Linked DNA regions of Mus musculus: regions 2, 3, 4, 5 and 6 are each linked to region 1. Evidence: chromatin contacts called from public HiChIP or PLAC-seq and Micro-C data. All regions are on one chromosome and are shown on one strand. The core of a region is the stretch at or near the end of the contact, and the rest is flanking DNA. Distances in the headings are between cores, read along the strand shown. Region 1 has its middle 35 kb from the start of Rreb1. Region 2 has its middle 19 kb from the start of Gm47754. Region 3 overlaps Gm40915 (a long non-coding RNA gene). Region 4 overlaps Cage1 (cancer antigen 1). Region 5 holds the start of Ssr1 (signal sequence receptor, alpha). Region 6 has its middle 19 kb from the start of Gm40918.

Region 1 (2,660 bases), core at 84-2,583:
GAACTTTAGGTGGCAGCTTAGCAAAGTAAAATTGACAGTAAGAACTTATCAGATGAGCCTGAGAAAGTACCGGGTCCAGAAATGGTCAAATCCAGGCAGGGATAATTGGGGGAAGTGGATCTTGTAAAGGAGGTAGGTAGCAGGTGACCTGAGGGTCTGCCAGACCTCAGTTGAAGAACTTGTGACCGCCTACACAGTGCACCTGTGCTGGTAAACTCAGCTGTGAGGAAGGCTCCTCTGCCCAACTAGAGGCCTAGTCACTAGGGTGCACAGTGACCTCATGAAGGTCTCATGGGGAAACCCTCCAAACTTAGTTTAGAAATTCCAGAGCAAGTTTGGTTCTGGCTGAGGTTCAAGTGGGAGGGTATCTCCACAGCAGGACCTCCATCGCCTTTGTAGGTATAATTACAGTTGTTTTTTTTTTAAGATAGAAATGGGTTGTGATTGATATCTTAGGGTTTTAGTTTGTTTTGAAGTCTTAAACACCTAGGAATTCCTCTCCCCACCCCCTCCAGTAGCTTACTTTGGGTCTCAGTGATTAGAAATAGGCACATTGTTTGTAAGAGAGAAGTTATTGGAGAAAGGGGTTATGGAAACACACACACACACACACACACACACACACACACAAGCTTGAACAGGCCTACTTTCTTGAGAAGAAAGTGGTTTTTTTTTTTTAGGTGTAACAGATCATAAAATAAATAACATTCTCTAAAGACACGAATCTATAAACAAAGCATAAATATCTTTATTTAAAATGGATTAAGTTCTGAAGCCTAATGGCTTTGTTGTAGTACCATGTGGCTTGTTCAGGTCTGTCACTAAACGTGTGTTGCCCTCAGAATTACATTAGAAAGCAGGCATGCACTGGCTCACAGATTCTTAAGTGCAGTGCGGTGGTAGTGAAACAGAAACTAGATACAGATACTGAGGAGGCTAAAAAGATGAGGTCGCCACACACCTGGTCCTTTCCCTTCCCTTCTTCCCTTCCCTTCTTCCCTTCCCTTTCCTTCCCTTCCTCCCTTCCCTCCCCTTCCCTCCCCTCCCCTTCCCTCCCCTTCCCTCCCCTCCCCTCCCCTCCCCTCCCCTCCCCTCCCCCCTCTCCCCTCCCCCTTCCCCTCCCCTCCCTTCCCCTCCCCTCCCCTCCCCTCCAAGTCTGCTCTTTTGAGATGTTCTTGCAGAAGATGGAGGAAGCTCTGCCCTTAGGGTCATCTTTCCTGGATCTGGAGATGGGAGTGGCTGGGTACTGAGACTCCTTCCCCAACTGTGCTCAGCTGACCCTTTGCTTTATAGGCTGTCTGGAGGTGGGCAGTCCTGCCTGTCCCCAGGCTTTCCCAGAAGGGCTGGGAGGAGCCGGAGGAACAAGGAGAATGTTCTGCTCGCCTAGACACTTCCTCCCCACCCCCCGGGGTGCCGGGAGGACCTGGGTAGGGAGTTGGAATCCAAGGAGCCGGGCTGAAGGGTCTGAAGGCTGTAACTGCCGCTGTCTGTGCGGTCCAGAAGTTGCTTGGCTCTTGGTTCTGCACGGTAACTCGAGTAGGGTGCGCGTGCACGTGTGTTTAGATGCCCCAATGCATAGGCAAGTAAAACTTACGAAGCCAAATGCCGAGGGTTTGGTTGGTTTTTTTCTAAGGAATTGAAACTGGCTTTTCTGGCCCAACAATGGAGTCAGCTGCTCAAATTACTTCAGGTAGTCCTCGTCGTGGTAAAAATGACTGTGGGAAGATGCAGTTGTAAAGTGTGGTTCTGAAGCCCCCCCCCCTCTTGTGCCTTTTTTTTTTTTTTCTTTTTCTTTTTCTTTGCAGTGCTGGAAGAAGAGGATTGGAGAAGTCACTTGGCCCTGGCCTGACTCCTCCTCTTCCTCTCTCTGCCCAGAGCTGAAGCCACTGTGCTCAGGGTGACTGCCTGGTGCTCAGTGCTGTGGCCTATTTTAAAGTATCTTTAAGTTGTCGGCATGTCAGTCATTACATCCAGGGTTCCTTTTCGTTTTCGAGGGCACCCTGTCTAACCGTTTAGCCAACCCACCCCACCCCTTTTCCTTGTGCCTCCAGTCGGGGAGGGTGGTCATGTTAACTGATCGACTGGCTTCAGAAAAAGCGTTCATTAATTAGCGTTTTACATCCCAGTCAGTCAGAAGGCATTCGCACATTTGTATGAAAGGATGTCGAAGATCCAAATCTTTGAGGAGAAATACATGGGAAGGAAAAAAAAAACTGCATACACACAAAACCTGGCACTCTTTCCAGTTTAAGCTTCGTGCTGGTCCCTGTTGAGTGGGTATTTGTCCCTTAGTCTGGAGGTGATAGAAAATGCCAGTTACTGTGGTATTTAACTGACACCAAACTGCTGTCCAAATACTTCAGTTAGACCGAGGCTTCTTTCTTAATTGGTGGGAAGGAAAACCCACCCAGGAAAAGGAGGAACCTGCACTTTCATTGGACATTTAAAACATTTCAGGCTGGAGAGTCTGAAGAGCACACGACAGTGTTTCATTTTAATTCACAGCTCATTTGTGATTTAAAAAAAAAAAAGTAGTCAAATCTCTCCTAAAACTTGAGCCAGTCAAATGGTTCATTTATGTAAGGGTTCAGCAACTGAAAGCTCTGTACTCTCCCAAGGTCAAAAAAGTAATTATTGCTATCGAAAATTTTTCTGGAACT
Region 2 (2,660 bases), core at 109-2,608, 250 kb before region 1:
ACCATATCACACCACACACAAACACATACCACACACCACACACAAACACATACCACATACCACACACACATACACACACACACCACACCACACCACACACAAACACATACCACACACCACACACAAACATACACCACACAAACACACACCACACAACATATACACACCACACATACACACACATGCACACACAAACACATACCACACACATATAAACACATGCACACACAAACACACACTACACACACACACCACATACACACATATCACACACACATATACACACCATACACACACACATACCACATATACACACAAACACATACCACACACACACCACACAAACACACACCATACATATACAACATACACACACCACACACACATACATACCATGTATACACACATCACACATACACATCACACATCACACACACACAAACACATTCAAGCACACACACAGGCCCTAAAAGCAAAATAGCTCTGTCAAAAAGAGGATAAATCAAGCTGGAGAAATGGCTCAGCAGTTAAGGGCACTTGCTACGCACCTATTTGACCCAGTTCAGTTCCCAGCATTTACATGGCAGCTCACAACCTCTATAGCTCCAGTCTTAGGGAATAAAATGGTCTCAATTGGCCTCCAAAGGTCCCAAACAGATATTCATGCAGGCAAAAACACCCATACACATAAAATTAACAATTCATACTTTCAAAAGATTAAATCAGAGAGAATAAATGTATTACTTTGAAATAAATTCCCACAACAACACACTTTTCACAATAATAAGTACAGTTTGAACAGACTGCCGGCCTGCAGAAGTGTTTGTTCACAGAAGCAGACAGAATCCTGCAAGGCTACCCCAATGCCCTCAAGTCCAAACTGCCAGTCTTTAGGAAACAGGCCCATCTCAGCATCCCCTGACATGCAGCTGGTTAAGGGTAGTCTGGCATCTCTCTCCCCAAGCTCCATGATAGATCTCAGAGCTTAGTAGCCAGGGCAGATCAGCTCTAATTCCTATACTTGGAGATATGACAGATAGATCTTCTTGCACAGCACTGTGACCCCTGGTGTCATGTATGAGTGTACAGAATTGCTGTGGCAAAGGCTGAGAGGCTGACACACCAGGGCTTTCTGTTCTCAAAGCAGAAAGAGGTCTGAGATCATGACGGTAAGCTTACTATGCGTGTAGTCATTCTCTAGGGTCTGTCTATCTTCTCTCTGTCTCCTCTGTATCTCGTTCTGCTCATTTTTACAAGAATGCATGTCATATTCATTCACGCTCTGTGATGGCTGTGGGCAGTTGTCATCTTGACACTCGGGGAAGAGGAACTCTCGATTGAGGAACTGCCTCCATCAGACTGGCCTGTGGGTTAAGTCTCTAGGGTTATTTTCTTGATCAATGATTGATGTGTGAGGGCTCAGCTCACTGTAGACAGTGACATCCCTGGGTTACATATGAAATGTAGTTAAGCAAGCCATGGAGAGTAAGCTAGTAAGCAACACCCCTCCATGGACGTTGCTTCGATTCCCCGCCTCCAGGTTCCTGCCTTGAGTTCCTTCTCTGACTTTTCCCCCTAGTGAGAGTAAGAAAAAACAAAGACAAAACCAAAACAAAACAAAACAAAACCTTCTTTCCTCCCCTGACTTGTTTTTTGTCAGTGTTTCATCAAAACTCTGGAGAAGGGAACTAGGGTGTGAACCTAAGGATGATATTTTTAACTTAATCTCTTTAAAAGGCCTATCTCAGGGCAGAAAAGATGGATCAGTGCTTAAGAGCACTGGTTGCTCTTCCAGGGGATCCTGGTTTGATTACTAGCACCCACACAGCATCTGTAACTTTATAGGAAGAGGTGACACCCATGTATACTTGCACTCTCTGTCTCTTGCCTCAGTAGCACGTGCTACCTCAGAACTCTGTCAACAGGAAGGCCACCACCAAATGTGACGTCTTGGCCTTCAACTTCCCGTCAACTTCCAGAAGAGACACCAAAATAAGCCTCCTTTGCTAAAAGTTACCCTGTTTGTAATCGCTAGCTATTAGCTAAAGAAAAAAGATTAATGCATGCCTGTTAGAGAACCCTGCTATTAAGGTAAAACCCACATTGGGACAGCTCTCCGAGCTTGGTACAAAAATGGAGGATTCTTGCTCAGCGGGGCTTCCCTTTCTCTTCCTGGCCTCGGTTGGAGAGTGTCCCTCGGTTGGAGAGTGTCTCTGAGCACAGATGCCTGACCTCGCTTGGAGGATGACCTTCTGCAGAGCTCTCTGCAAGGGTTGCATGACTCAGCACACAAAGTCCCAATCTGGCTTCTTGCCTGTATGGTGGTTAGGTACGATTAGGTACTGTGTTACGGCCAATCAGCCCTCTCCACCCATACCCCCTACAGCCCTTATATACCCTACCCCTGGAACAATAGAGGTTTCTCATTGAAGCTGTCTCCTGGAAGTCACACTCACTACCAACCAAACCCTGCTACCCGCTTCTGCTCCCTCCACCTTTGAGGGCCAGTGGCCAACGACCCCCAAATTAAACCTCCTAATTAAAAATAAAATAAAATAAAATACAGAAAAGATTAAATAGTGTCACTCATTTGAAGGGTTCACACTGTCTTTAATCAATACATAACATGTGGACTCACTGTTTTATAATAGCAATTTCTA
Region 3 (2,660 bases), core at 119-2,618, 230 kb before region 1:
ACCAAAAAAAAACCAAAAAACAAAAAAAGATGGTGATGGGTGATGGGAACCGGTTTGACCATCAGCAAAGCTGGAGTGGTATTGGATGGGACGGTTTCAAAGTCACCAGGCTGACCTCAGAGCATCAAAGTGTGATCTTTTGACAGTGCAGGCTGATACTTTGCAGATAGTGCACGGTGGGCACGCTTTGTGAAAGTACTCTAGCCAGCATACTCCTGCTAAGTCAGCCAGGACACTACATGAGAAAGACGTAGCCCAAGGCCAGCACGCAGCTGCTGTGTGAGGACAGGAGTGACAGGGTACCATTCTGGGCATCTAAATATAATAGGCAATAAGCTTGAGTCACTCAGACTTAGACTTTATGAGCCAGCCATGCTTTGATGGCATACCAGGTCACAAACAGTTCTCTTCCTTGGGCTACACAGGCCCATCCTCTTGTTAGGTCCTCTCACACTCCCTCTTCCATCACATAAAACAGGATGATAAACCTGAACCATGATGACTAGAGATAGCAGATAGCAGCTACCTGAAGGAGACCCTGGACCAGGGCAGATATAACTATGGTGGCCTCAAGCCAAAAAATCACTCACAGAGCCAGACAGAGCCAGCTCTCCTCACTGTCACATGAAGAGAGAGAGACAGGCTCAAGACTTCTTTTTCTACTTGAAGCCTGGTTAGGCTTAGAGTTTAGCATAGCCACAGTGTCCTCTTGAGGCAGTGCACACTAGAGAAAGATTATTATCCCCTGGACAGGACAACATTCAAGGTGTAGGAATGATCAGACATTCACAGATATACACACACCACAGAGACAGAGAGATAGATACATATACACACAGACACACACACCACACTGATAGACACACATACACCACACATGCACACACAGATAGATACACACATAAAAATACACGCAGACATACACAGATAACCACACATAGAGATACAGACATTCACAGACACACACAGAGAGAGATAATCACACACACATACATAGATAGATACACAGACACTACAGAGAGACACACAGAAATCAACACATATAGAGAGATGCACACACATAGACACACAGAGATATACACACAGAGATGCACACAGAGAAATATACACACAGAAACACACACACAGAGAGAGAGAGAGAGACAGAGAGACCAGTTTCTAGCATCTACTTTCTAATTAAATGTAACAAACCACCAGCTAATTCATGCCATCAACTAACACGGACAATGTGGGTGGAGCCGCCCTGGGGTGTTAAAGCCTTGGACTTCAAGGCTCTTCGTGGTTGGCAGCCTCTCCACTCCTAGGACAGCTACAGGTCCTTAACAAAATGTCATGTCTGGGTCATCTACCCGGTCATATTGACTCACCAGTCAAACACTTCCTTTCTATTGTGTGGGACTCAGACATACTAGGGTTGAATGTAGTCCTTCAAGCATCATAGACTGGAAAGTTAACCTCCAGTTTCACACGCTCATGGTGCAGAGGTGGGGACTCCAGGAGGCTGTTAGGGCAGGTGGGAGTAGGAATCCTAGGATGGTATGTGTGGCTCTTAAGGAAGAGGAAGAGAGACCCAGACTAGCACATTTGTTAGTCTGTCTTACCATGTGCTGACTTCTGTCAGGTGACTGGAGAGATGGCTCCGTGGTTAGAAGTATTTGTGGCTCTTCTAGGGAACCCTAGCTCTGTTCCCAGTATTGATGCCAGGTGACTCAGAGTGCTTGTAACACCAGCTCTAGGGAATCTCACTCCTTTTCTTGGGTTCCAAGGGTACCTGAACACATACACATACAAATACACACTTACATAAACACATAAAAACTAGTAACAAAAAGAAAACTTTTAAAGTACTTTTATTTGTTTTAAACATTGTTACTCTTTTATTTATTTTGAAACAAAAAGTTGCAAAACACACACACACACACACACACACACACACACACACAAATTAGCCAAACCCAAAGTCTAAACAACTTAACCAACTTCTGCACAGCTAGAGTATATTTATATATTTTTAATAGTTTACTTAGCGTTATTTTATGTTCATTGGTGTGAGGGTGGAACTGAAGTTACAGACCATTGTGAGCTGCCATGTGAGTGCTGAGAATTGAACTCGGGTCCTTTGGAAAAAGAGACACTGAGCCGTCTTTCTAGCCCCATATTTTTATATTCTGAAGCTAAATAAACAAAGGTGTAAAAGGATGCCCACCCAGGGCCTGGCACGGGCTAAATATTGCAGATCTAATCTCTTACCTGCAATTCTGAATCCAGATATCCCCTGAACGCTGAAACTCTCTCTTTTTGGCTGTATTAATTGTGGTGACATTGCTGTGACAATAACTGACTGAAACTTGGTAGGGAAGATGGACTTGGGCTCAGAGTTTCAGCCCATCATGGCAGAATAGCTCACTGCAGCGAGAACACACCATGGAGTCTTTTCAGATCATAGCAGACCCCAAAGCAGACAGACCTGAGCGAGGAGCGAGAAGCGACTCCAAATGCCTGCTCCTGGATGTAAGAGAGGGCACATAAACATATCTGTGTAGGGGCTGCCTTAGGAAGAAGCATTGGAGTCGCTGTTGCCTGCAGAAGGAGAGAAGGGACTGCGATGGACGCAGAAGGAAACTGAGGCTGCCTGGCACACTTCTCATGTACAGTGGAAT
Region 4 (2,660 bases), core at 92-2,591, 160 kb after region 1:
CATTTTGTATATGCAGGTGTTCAGAATTTGGATTTGGGATGGGGATAAGATAAGAGTGGCTCTTAGACCCATCTATTGATCTCCGTCGTCTAGATTCCTGTTCTCCAGGTTGTATACTTTCATAATCAACCAGGCTAGGCTAGTCAGCTAGCCCCTTCTTGGAAAGGATGTGAAAGACTAGGGTCTGGGGGACAGGTTGAACTGTGTCCTGGCCGTTCTGTTGTTTGGGCTTGCACAATAACTTTTGTTGATTTGGTTGGTTTTTGGTTTTTTTTAAGACGGGGTGGGGGTGGGGGTTCTCTGTGTAGCCCTGATGGTCCTGGAACTCCATCTGTAGACCAGGTTGACCTCAAACTCAAAGATCCATCTGCACTGCATTCCCAAGGGCTGGGATTAAAGACATATCAGCACACCTAGCTGCCCAGGAATTGTAAGGTGTGGCAGTCCCATCTGGAGAAGGCTGGGTCATGATGGAAGGTCCATGTCCTGTGTATTGCAGTAGTGCCAATGGCAGTTTATTGGAGCCTGCATGTCTACCCACAGCTGCCTCTGTCAGTGGTAAGGTTTCTCATTTGTGTGGGTTTGCAAACAGATGCTCAGGTAACCAACCACATGCGTGGGGGCTGTTCTCCCACTCTGGTTAGGGGATCCTCTGACAGGCAGAACGGGGTATCACGAACTCTGGGGAGTGGAGCTGTGGGCTGGTGATACTCTGGCAGGGAAAGATTAGCTGCAGGGTGGCTCTCTGGGGTAAGTGGTTTGGCAAGCAACAGTTGCTGGCGCTCAGCAGTTCCTCTTTACCCTGTGGGAGTAACCCTGCCACAAAGCTGTCACTGAAGGAGGAGGGAAGTCTTGTGTGCTGGTTCCCATTGCTGAGCTGTGGTCCAGCTTCCAAATGGGCCCATATGTGCTCACCAACTGTGCCTGCTCAGTTCTGGGGCCCAGGGTGGCCTTTGGCAAACTTGATGACTGACTGACTGCCATGTTCGATATTGGGGCTCTCAGGACCAATTTGCCCTACAGCCCCCTGAGAGTCTGCTGTGTGGTGGCTGTCTGTCCACCAGGTGGGAGAGGGTTGGATGGGGAGGGAGGCAGTGCTGACAAGCCCAGGTCTGTTCTGCAGATCAACTGCTGGCACAGGCAGGATGGCAGTTCCACCCAGAAGCGGGAACTACCATCCTGGTAGTTGGTGGTGGATTGTAGCTGGTGTTGGTGGGGATGCAGTGAAGACAGCTGATTCCTGACATAGTCAGCTGGAGAGAACTGACTTCTTGTGTCTCCTTCCGGTGGGCAGGCGAGTGGCCAATCCTCACCATAGCTCTACCACCCACAGGGGTGGGGCCATGGTAGCTTCTTGTAAGAGCTCTTCCTGTGGCTGGACAGCCCGGAAGACAGGAACAGCACCTCACAGCCTAGCAGCCAGGTTACCCAAGGCCAATGAAGATTAAAAAATAAATAAATAAACGAAATCCAAGATTATAAGTCTCAAACTGCCTGAGATACTTTTGCTTTGGATTAAATGTAAGCTGGTGGTACCTTTTTAAGAAGTTCGTTTGTAATACCAAAATTCTCAGAAAAAGCTGTAAAACCCTTGAAAACAGTAGAAGGCAAGGAAGCAGTCTGCCAGAAGCCAGGCTGTGCCCCAGATGCAAGAAGTAATAAAGTAGCTTGTTTGGAACCAGGTTGGTGTTGGTGTGTGTGTGTGTGTGTGTGTGTGTGTGTGTGTGTGTGTGTGTGTGTGTGTGTGTGTGTGTGATGGTTTAGTCTATACTAAAGGATACAGCACGCCCTGTTATCCTATTTCTAAGAGTCAGAGGGAAAAAAACTTTAGAAGTCAGAAAATAAAACAAAACATCAGTAGACAGTCAAAAAATTTTACAAAAAAATAGTTTTCTTAACTTACTGTGCAATCTGAGAATGTGATATCTCAAGTCTTTGGTCAGCACATTTGATAATTTCTTCATATGACGTTACCTTGAGAAAACAATTTTTTTTTTATAAATACAAGTATTTGTATTTAATTTTGTTTTCTTCGTTTAAAAATCTTTACAAGTTGAAGTTTAATTATTTGACGACAATAAGTAAAATTTTTACAACAGACAAAACATTCGTTTTCTATTTTGGTATCAGAAATATGAATAATGCCGGGTTTGGTGGCGCACACCTCTAATCCCAGCACTCGGGAGGCAGAGGCAGGTGGATTTCTGAGTTCGAGGCCAGCCTGGTCTACAAAGTGAGTTCCAGGACAGCCAGGGCTATACAGAGAAACCCTGTCTCGGGAAAAAAAAAAAAAGAAAGAAAAAGGAAAAAAAGAAAAGAAATATGAATAACAATGATTTTAAATACTCTCATCATGGAAATGGGAGTCCCAGAAACTCACTGTAATCTACTGTGTTCCTCACAGTGACAGAAGGGCCAGGTAACAATTATAGCCTATTAGGTTAAATTAATGCGGTCTTGGTTGGCTTATGCCTGCAATTTCAGTACCTGTGGGGCTGAGGCAACAGAATTTGGGATTCCAAGGCCAGACTGGGCCACATTGTCGCAAAAGACCAAAATGAAAACAAACAAAAAAAGTAAAGTAAAACACTAACTTGGTAAGATGTTTAGTTACTTTGAAGGTAAAATAACAAAATGAAGACTTTCTTGAGCACGTCCCA
Region 5 (2,660 bases), core at 80-2,579, 140 kb after region 1:
TTACTTTCCCGAGTTAAAACAGTTCATTCATAGTTTACAGGTAATTTATCAAAAGCCAGATTTAAAGAAAGAAAGAAAACCCCAATGGTCTAAGGTTGTAGTGTGCATATGTGCCTTGCATGCCTGGCACGATGGAAGCCCTGGGTTCATCCCCACCACTTCATCCACGGGGTGTGGTGACACCCTGAAACCCAGCACCCCAGAGGTACAGGCACAAGGATCATAAGTTCAAGGACGTGCTAGCTAGGGCACCAACTTACAACGCAGCCAGGGTTACCTACATGAGACTCGGTCTCAACATCTGTCTTATGTCCCCACCACCACACTCCCAAGCCAAAATCCCTAACAGCTATAATTCAAAGTCATACTAGTTACTAAGTAGAAGCCAAGCACTTCTGTGTGCTTGGCCAAAGAGTTCATAACATGGCTCGTTATTTCTCATGCCCTGGGCCACAGAAACTTAGAGAAAGAAAAGGAATTCTTTCTGGTGACCACTCAAACTAGTTGTTTTTATAAACTAGCAAAATTAATGGACATGGCGGGCAAGGGGGAACAAGTTTCTACGTTTTTACATTCTGCCAAGTTTTTAGCCCAGGTCAATCGTTGGAAAGAATAAACTTACAAAGCTCGAAATAACTTTTTCGCAGCATATTTTCAACCAGCAAAAACTGGCTGGAAAAGGGAGGGGAGGGGAGAGAAATTAGAAAAGGAAGGAGGAGGCCATCCGGCCATACTCTACGGTAGCGGCTGACAAGCAGCCGGAGGAAGGGGACGGATTTGGACACCGAGCCTCGCGGTCCACACAGACCGCGATGGGCGAGCGAGGGGGCCGGGCGAACACGATCCACGCGCCGAGGAGAAGAATCTACAGTGGGCGAATGAATGGAGGCGCGCCGGCGTGTGGCTAGCGACACGTCAGCGCAGAGCTTGGGGACGGGCGGCCCGCGGCGAGCGCGGGCGGAGAAGCGAGGCCGACCCTGGCGTGGGTCCTGCGGACCGCGGGCTTCGGGCCCGCGCTCGCTGAGGACGCCGAGCTGCGGGGGGTCCCGGGGCGGGGGATAGCATGGCCCACGAGAGCCGGGCCGGGGGTCGGCCGCGGTCCCCAACCCAGCCCCGCGTCTCTCACCTCCGGGGCCGCCTCGGAGCAGCACGGCGGCGGGAAAGGCCAGCAGGAACAGCAGCAGCAGGCGGGGGAGGAGTCTCATGGTACGGCCGGTCAGCGTCCGGTGCGGGTCCGCTAGGGCTCTCGGAGGCTCTGGCGGTAATGGCGTTACTCTTCATCCGGGCCGCGGTGGAGGGGCGGGGCACGCACGCACGCGCGCCATCCGTCGCCCCTCCCCGCCACCGTCGACGTGGCCTCTAAGCGCCCAGGGGCGGGGCCTGCGGGCCGGGAGATCACGTGGCCGGCGGTGGCGGGGACCAGGGGAGCCTACGGGCTCCCGCGAGAGCCTAGCTGAGCAGGCTTATCTCTTCCAGATGCTTAGCATCGCTTTGTCCCCCGTTGCTTTGAGGGGCCAAGGAGTGGAAACTTCCCGCATGTGTGGCAGTTGAAAGACAGAAAGTAAAGGATATGGATAACGACAAAATAAATAAATAAAAATAAAAAGCCGAAAGTGATGTCTCACATTGTAACCCCAGAGTTTGAGAGATGGAGGCAGGAGGATTGCAGCGAGCTGGAGACCAGCCTGGGCTATGTAGCGAGTTCGGGGCAAGACTGGGCTACAGAGTTAATACCTTGTCACAAAATTCTACCCCCCCTGCAATAAACAATCGGAGTTCTGGAGTTTTATTCTTTTAAATTTGACTGTCTCTCTGGTGTATAATTGCCAGTGCACAGATAGATGTAAAGGTCAGTCAAAGGACAACTTCTAGGGAACTGATTCTCTCCACATTTTAGATGGGTTCTGGGCTTGAACTCTGATCATTAGAGGTTCAGTTCTGTAATTTTTCTTAACAACCCAAACTTAGCAATTACCTAGCCTTTCTGCAGTTTCTACGCCAAAGATCTCACTTCTGGCATATTTCTGGCAACTTCAGCTGGTCAGTGTGAAACACTCGGGATGTAGTGGCTGCGCTGAGAACCTCCAGCCACAATCCTGATTCAGGGACTGTCTTGGTTACTTTTCTGTTGCTGTGAAGAGATACCATTACCAAGGCAACTTATAAAAGAAAGTGTTTGATTTGTAGGCTTGTTTACAGTCTCAGAGGGTGAGTTCCTGACCATCGCATCAGAGAGAATGGGAGCAGGCAGGCAGTGCTAACGTGGAAGCTGAGAGCTTATATGTTCAGCCCCAAAGGACAAGGCAGAGAGGTAAGTCCAATGGTACGGACTTTTGAAACCTCAAAGCCCACACCCAACAATGCACCTCCTCACATAAGTCCTTACCAAACAGTTCCACCAACTGGGATGTAACATTCAAACACAAGCCTACTGGGGCAGTTCTCATTCAAACCACTACACAGGTTAAGCAGCCACCAGGATCATTGGAGCCTCTGAGCCACAGAGGGACAAATAAACTCCCCTCAGAATTGTTGAAGATGACTGAAGTGGAAGTCACAGACCATATCTCAACTTAATTAACCCCAGTAGGTTCAGATCAGATGAACACATGTCTGACCTGAACAGGGGAAAGAGACTGTCTATAAATTCTATGAACATT
Region 6 (2,660 bases), core at 102-2,601, 140 kb before region 1:
TAAAGATGGGGAAGGCCCACTTAGTACACTTTTCTTCTCACCCCACTGTGCCTCTTGCCAAAGTGAAATTAAAAAAAAAAAAAGTGAGATTACATTACCCACTGTTACAAATGTCACATATATGAAGAAGTAACAAGAGACAGAGTAGGGTCTACTAGTAGTAATGGCACTGTCCTAAATGGAGTTGCTCATCTGCTTCCTGAGATGCCTTTAAACCTAAAAGGATACAGAAAGGCTGAAATGAGTTTGGGTATGTAGGCTAGGGACAAATATCCTCCTAACTTGCAGCATGGAAAACTTCAGTCAGTTCAAAGAAAGCCACTGTGCATCCTTGGGCTAAAGAATCCAGAGGAGGAGGAAGGATGGTGGCAAGCACGACAGAGGGGTAGTGCAGAGAAAAAGGAGAACTCTGGGCAGAAGCAAAGGGTGGAAACGCCTGCCAGTGCCAAGCAAGTATCAGCCCTGACTTTGCAAAGCTGGAACTCCCAGCACTTGTTCAGCTGAAACACGTCTGGGTGCTCTGCATGGTGAATGCAGGGCAATCACCTTGTGATTCACACTGTCGGTCCACAGACAGCTTGGGCAGGAAGGAAAATCATCTAAAATCTCTGGAGGAAAAAACAAACAACCAAGAGTGCACACTCAGAGCACACAGCCAGATGAGCAAACAATAGGACGACCCAATCGTTGTCACAAACACTGTCAACCTCTGCCCCTGGAGCAGAGGGGAGCCCCCGTGGAGAGACCAAGCTCTCTGAATCACACTGCCTTCTCCAGGAGTCACGGTGTCTCACTGGATGCCCAGCCCCTGTTTATACACAAGAACTAACCCACAGGCCATGGCACCCTTTGCAGCCTGGGCCAGGTACAGTCAGAGCATGCCTGTAGTCTAGTAACCCCTGCTTGGGGGCCCAGATCCTGTGACTCCCACATACGCACACAGAATCCTGATTGCGACAGTAGGTTAAAGTTCAGAAACTGCCTGGTGCAAATGTCCCAGGGATCAGCTGCACCTTCGCTGGCAGATAACCCCAGTTAGCAGAGAAAGCACTGAGCAGTGCTTCTGAGCCATCCTTCCTTCCAGCAACCTGGCTCATGAAGGTCCCTAACCAGTCTTTCCAGTACTGATCCCCCATTACAGCTGGATTAATGGAATCTTAATTTTTTTCCCAAAATAAACAATGATTCCCATGCTCTACTGTCCAGCATCACCGTCTAACTAATTTGTAGTAAAAAATAAACCACTGGCCATCTGCTTAAAAGTAAGGGCACAGACGACTATCTCTCCTTCCAGATTGCTCTCCGAAACGGGGTTTGGGATCCACCAAGCAGACCCGAGACATATTGACTTACTGAGTCAGCCCTGAGCCCCAGTGTTGGCAAGGAGGAAATGGATTGTGAACTCTTTCTAGGGGACCTGAGCTTTGTCCTCTAATCAAAACGTTCACCGAACCAGAATCTTTAATGAAGCTCCTGTAGCAGGGGGCCCATCAAAACACACATAGGGAGGATTTGTGCCCAGGGCTAACTGATTTGGAGGAAGCAGAAATGAGACCCCCCCACCCCCACCCCAAATGAGAGCCATGCTTTCATTAGACCTAGCAACAGGTTTCAAAGGCAAAAAGCAAACCCTAGCAGCAAAGAACAAAAAATACCTTTGTTGGCCCCAAGACAACTCAGTGCGGTCCCACGTTAGGTGGAACATGACAAGAAACTCAGATTCCTGGGAGGAGTGAAGGATGACGCAATCGATGTGGGCTGTGGGTTTGGATGAGGATCATGGGACAAAGGACTTGAGTAGGATTTGAATCGGAACGGAAAGCAGCTGTGGTTTCTCAGGTCTTCACCTACCCTCTCCAGCCTGTCTCCTTACACACAGTCCCCTGGGCTATCCCACCCACAGCTTCAACTGCTACCTGCATAGCATGACTCATAAACCTTATCTCCAGACCTGCCTCTGGATCCTAGGCTCCCGGATCCAACACTGCAGTCATTTCCTTCATTGTCCCAACTAGCTACCCAAATTCACCACTCTTATCCTCTTCATCCTGGGCACCTACCAAAACGTGATGCTCAAACAACCAGACAGCCTGGGCTCTTCCCAACTTCCTCTTCCTCACACACACCCAAGACCAACTGGCTACATTGTCTAATTGTCTCCTCCCCTCTCCAGCAACCATTCCATCTTAGACCCAGGCCCTTACTATTTCTGTTACCTTTTACCCAGTCTCCCAGACTCTAGCCTTGGTGCCCTGTCATAGCAGGTGGGTCTTGTTAAGCCAGCCTTCTGCAGAAGGCACCTGTGCTCCTGAATTGCACATGAAACCCTCTGTCTCAAACAGATCTGCAAACAAAAAGGCCAAGGCTTTGCCCCCAAGGCCCTGAGCTTTTTGTTTGTGGAGCATTTTTAAATGAGGACTTTAAGAGTTCACCATGTTCTTAGCAAGACTAGTTAAGAGGTGAAGCTGCCAGATGGTGTGTGTTGTAAATGACACCCATAGATAGGCCACCCAGTAACACCTGATGTGGAATACCACCCTCGGGCACCCTGCTTCCTGCTCCTGCTTCCTGCTCCTGCTTCTACTCACCAGTAACTGACTTTGGCTCTCCTCAGGAGACTTTCAAGATGAAGCCTATGGTACTTCTAGCCTCCAGCTTAG

What was found. A called contact is a pair of places that touch in the nucleus more often than the background predicts. HiChIP or PLAC-seq counts read pairs in DNA pulled down with a chosen protein or histone mark.
Region 2: an H3K27ac HiChIP or PLAC-seq map of microglia shows a contact between it and region 1, with 8 times the contacts expected there. The contact joins two enhancer-like sites. A contact is called at or near these places in 2 of 484 Hi-C or Micro-C datasets (bone marrow-derived macrophages and liver), 6 of 115 datasets of contacts at active chromatin or transcription factors (acute myeloid leukemia, bone marrow-derived macrophages, cardiomyocytes and 3 more) and 2 of 9 other capture datasets (embryonic stem cells and liver).
Region 3: a FOXA1 HiChIP or PLAC-seq map of pancreatic cancer cells shows a contact between it and region 1. The contact joins two enhancer-like sites. A contact is called at or near these places in 1 of 484 Hi-C or Micro-C datasets (muscle stem cells), 9 of 115 datasets of contacts at active chromatin or transcription factors (the SCID.adh cell line, acute myeloid leukemia, bone marrow-derived macrophages and 6 more) and 2 of 9 other capture datasets (adipose tissue and liver).
Region 4: an H3K27ac HiChIP or PLAC-seq map of microglia shows a contact between it and region 1, with 6 times the contacts expected there. The contact joins two enhancer-like sites. A contact is called at or near these places in 2 of 115 datasets of contacts at active chromatin or transcription factors (bone marrow-derived macrophages and microglia) and 1 of 9 other capture datasets (liver).
Region 5: a Micro-C map of embryonic stem cells shows a contact between it and region 1, with 2.1 times the contacts expected there. The contact joins the promoter of Ssr1 here to the enhancer-like site in region 1. A contact is called at or near these places in 5 of 484 Hi-C or Micro-C datasets (CD4 T cells, embryonic stem cells, memory CD8 T cells and 2 more), 4 of 115 datasets of contacts at active chromatin or transcription factors (the SCID.adh cell line, bone marrow-derived macrophages, effector CD8 T cells and 1 more) and 2 of 9 other capture datasets (adipose tissue and liver).
Region 6: a contact with region 1 is called in a FOXA1 HiChIP or PLAC-seq map of pancreatic cancer cells. The contact joins two enhancer-like sites. A contact is called at or near these places in 4 of 115 datasets of contacts at active chromatin or transcription factors (bone marrow-derived macrophages, hepatocytes, pancreatic cancer cells and 1 more) and 1 of 9 other capture datasets (embryonic stem cells).

The regions. Positions count from the first base shown.
Region 1 is chr13:37,852,793-37,855,452 of GRCm38.p6, forward strand. It overlaps a transcript of Rreb1 not described here. Among named protein-coding and RNA genes, the nearest start is that of Rreb1, 35 kb to the right of the region's middle. Within about 2 kb of position 1,334, at least 235 of the 459 cell types and tissues checked have an H3K27ac peak or open chromatin away from gene starts, as enhancers often do. A contact at or near this core is called in the SCID.adh cell line, acute myeloid leukemia, adipose tissue and 7 more, where this site is marked.
Region 2 is chr13:37,599,008-37,601,667 of GRCm38.p6, forward strand. No RefSeq gene overlaps it. Among named protein-coding and RNA genes, the nearest start is that of Gm47754, 19 kb to the left of the region's middle. Within about 2 kb of position 1,359, at least 33 of the 459 cell types and tissues checked have an H3K27ac peak or open chromatin away from gene starts, as enhancers often do. A contact at or near this core is called in acute myeloid leukemia, bone marrow-derived macrophages and microglia, where this site is marked.
Region 3 is chr13:37,621,248-37,623,907 of GRCm38.p6, forward strand. Gm40915 (a long non-coding RNA gene) reads right to left here. Exons shown (of 4, transcript XR_873251.2): 3 at 1,602-1,771. Among named protein-coding and RNA genes, the nearest start is that of Gm40915, 5.0 kb to the right of the region's middle. Within about 2 kb of position 1,369, at least 50 of the 459 cell types and tissues checked have an H3K27ac peak or open chromatin away from gene starts, as enhancers often do. A contact at or near this core is called in bone marrow-derived macrophages and pancreatic cancer cells, where this site is marked.
Region 4 is chr13:38,009,445-38,012,104 of GRCm38.p6, forward strand. It overlaps Cage1 (cancer antigen 1), which reads right to left. Exons shown (of 13, transcript NM_027724.2): 11 at 1,904-1,974. Among named protein-coding and RNA genes, the nearest start is that of Ssr1, 17 kb to the left of the region's middle. Within about 2 kb of position 1,342, at least 107 of the 459 cell types and tissues checked have an H3K27ac peak or open chromatin away from gene starts, as enhancers often do. A contact at or near this core is called in bone marrow-derived macrophages and microglia, where this site is marked.
Region 5 is chr13:37,992,879-37,995,538 of GRCm38.p6, forward strand. It overlaps Ssr1 (signal sequence receptor, alpha), which reads right to left and starts at 1,330. Exons shown (of 8, transcript NM_025965.4): 1 at 1,127-1,330. The coding sequence starts at 1,205.
Region 6 is chr13:37,714,595-37,717,254 of GRCm38.p6, forward strand. No RefSeq gene overlaps it. Among named protein-coding and RNA genes, the nearest start is that of Gm40918, 19 kb to the right of the region's middle. Within about 2 kb of position 1,352, at least 44 of the 459 cell types and tissues checked have an H3K27ac peak or open chromatin away from gene starts, as enhancers often do. A contact at or near this core is called in bone marrow-derived macrophages, pancreatic cancer cells and trophoblast stem cells, where this site is marked.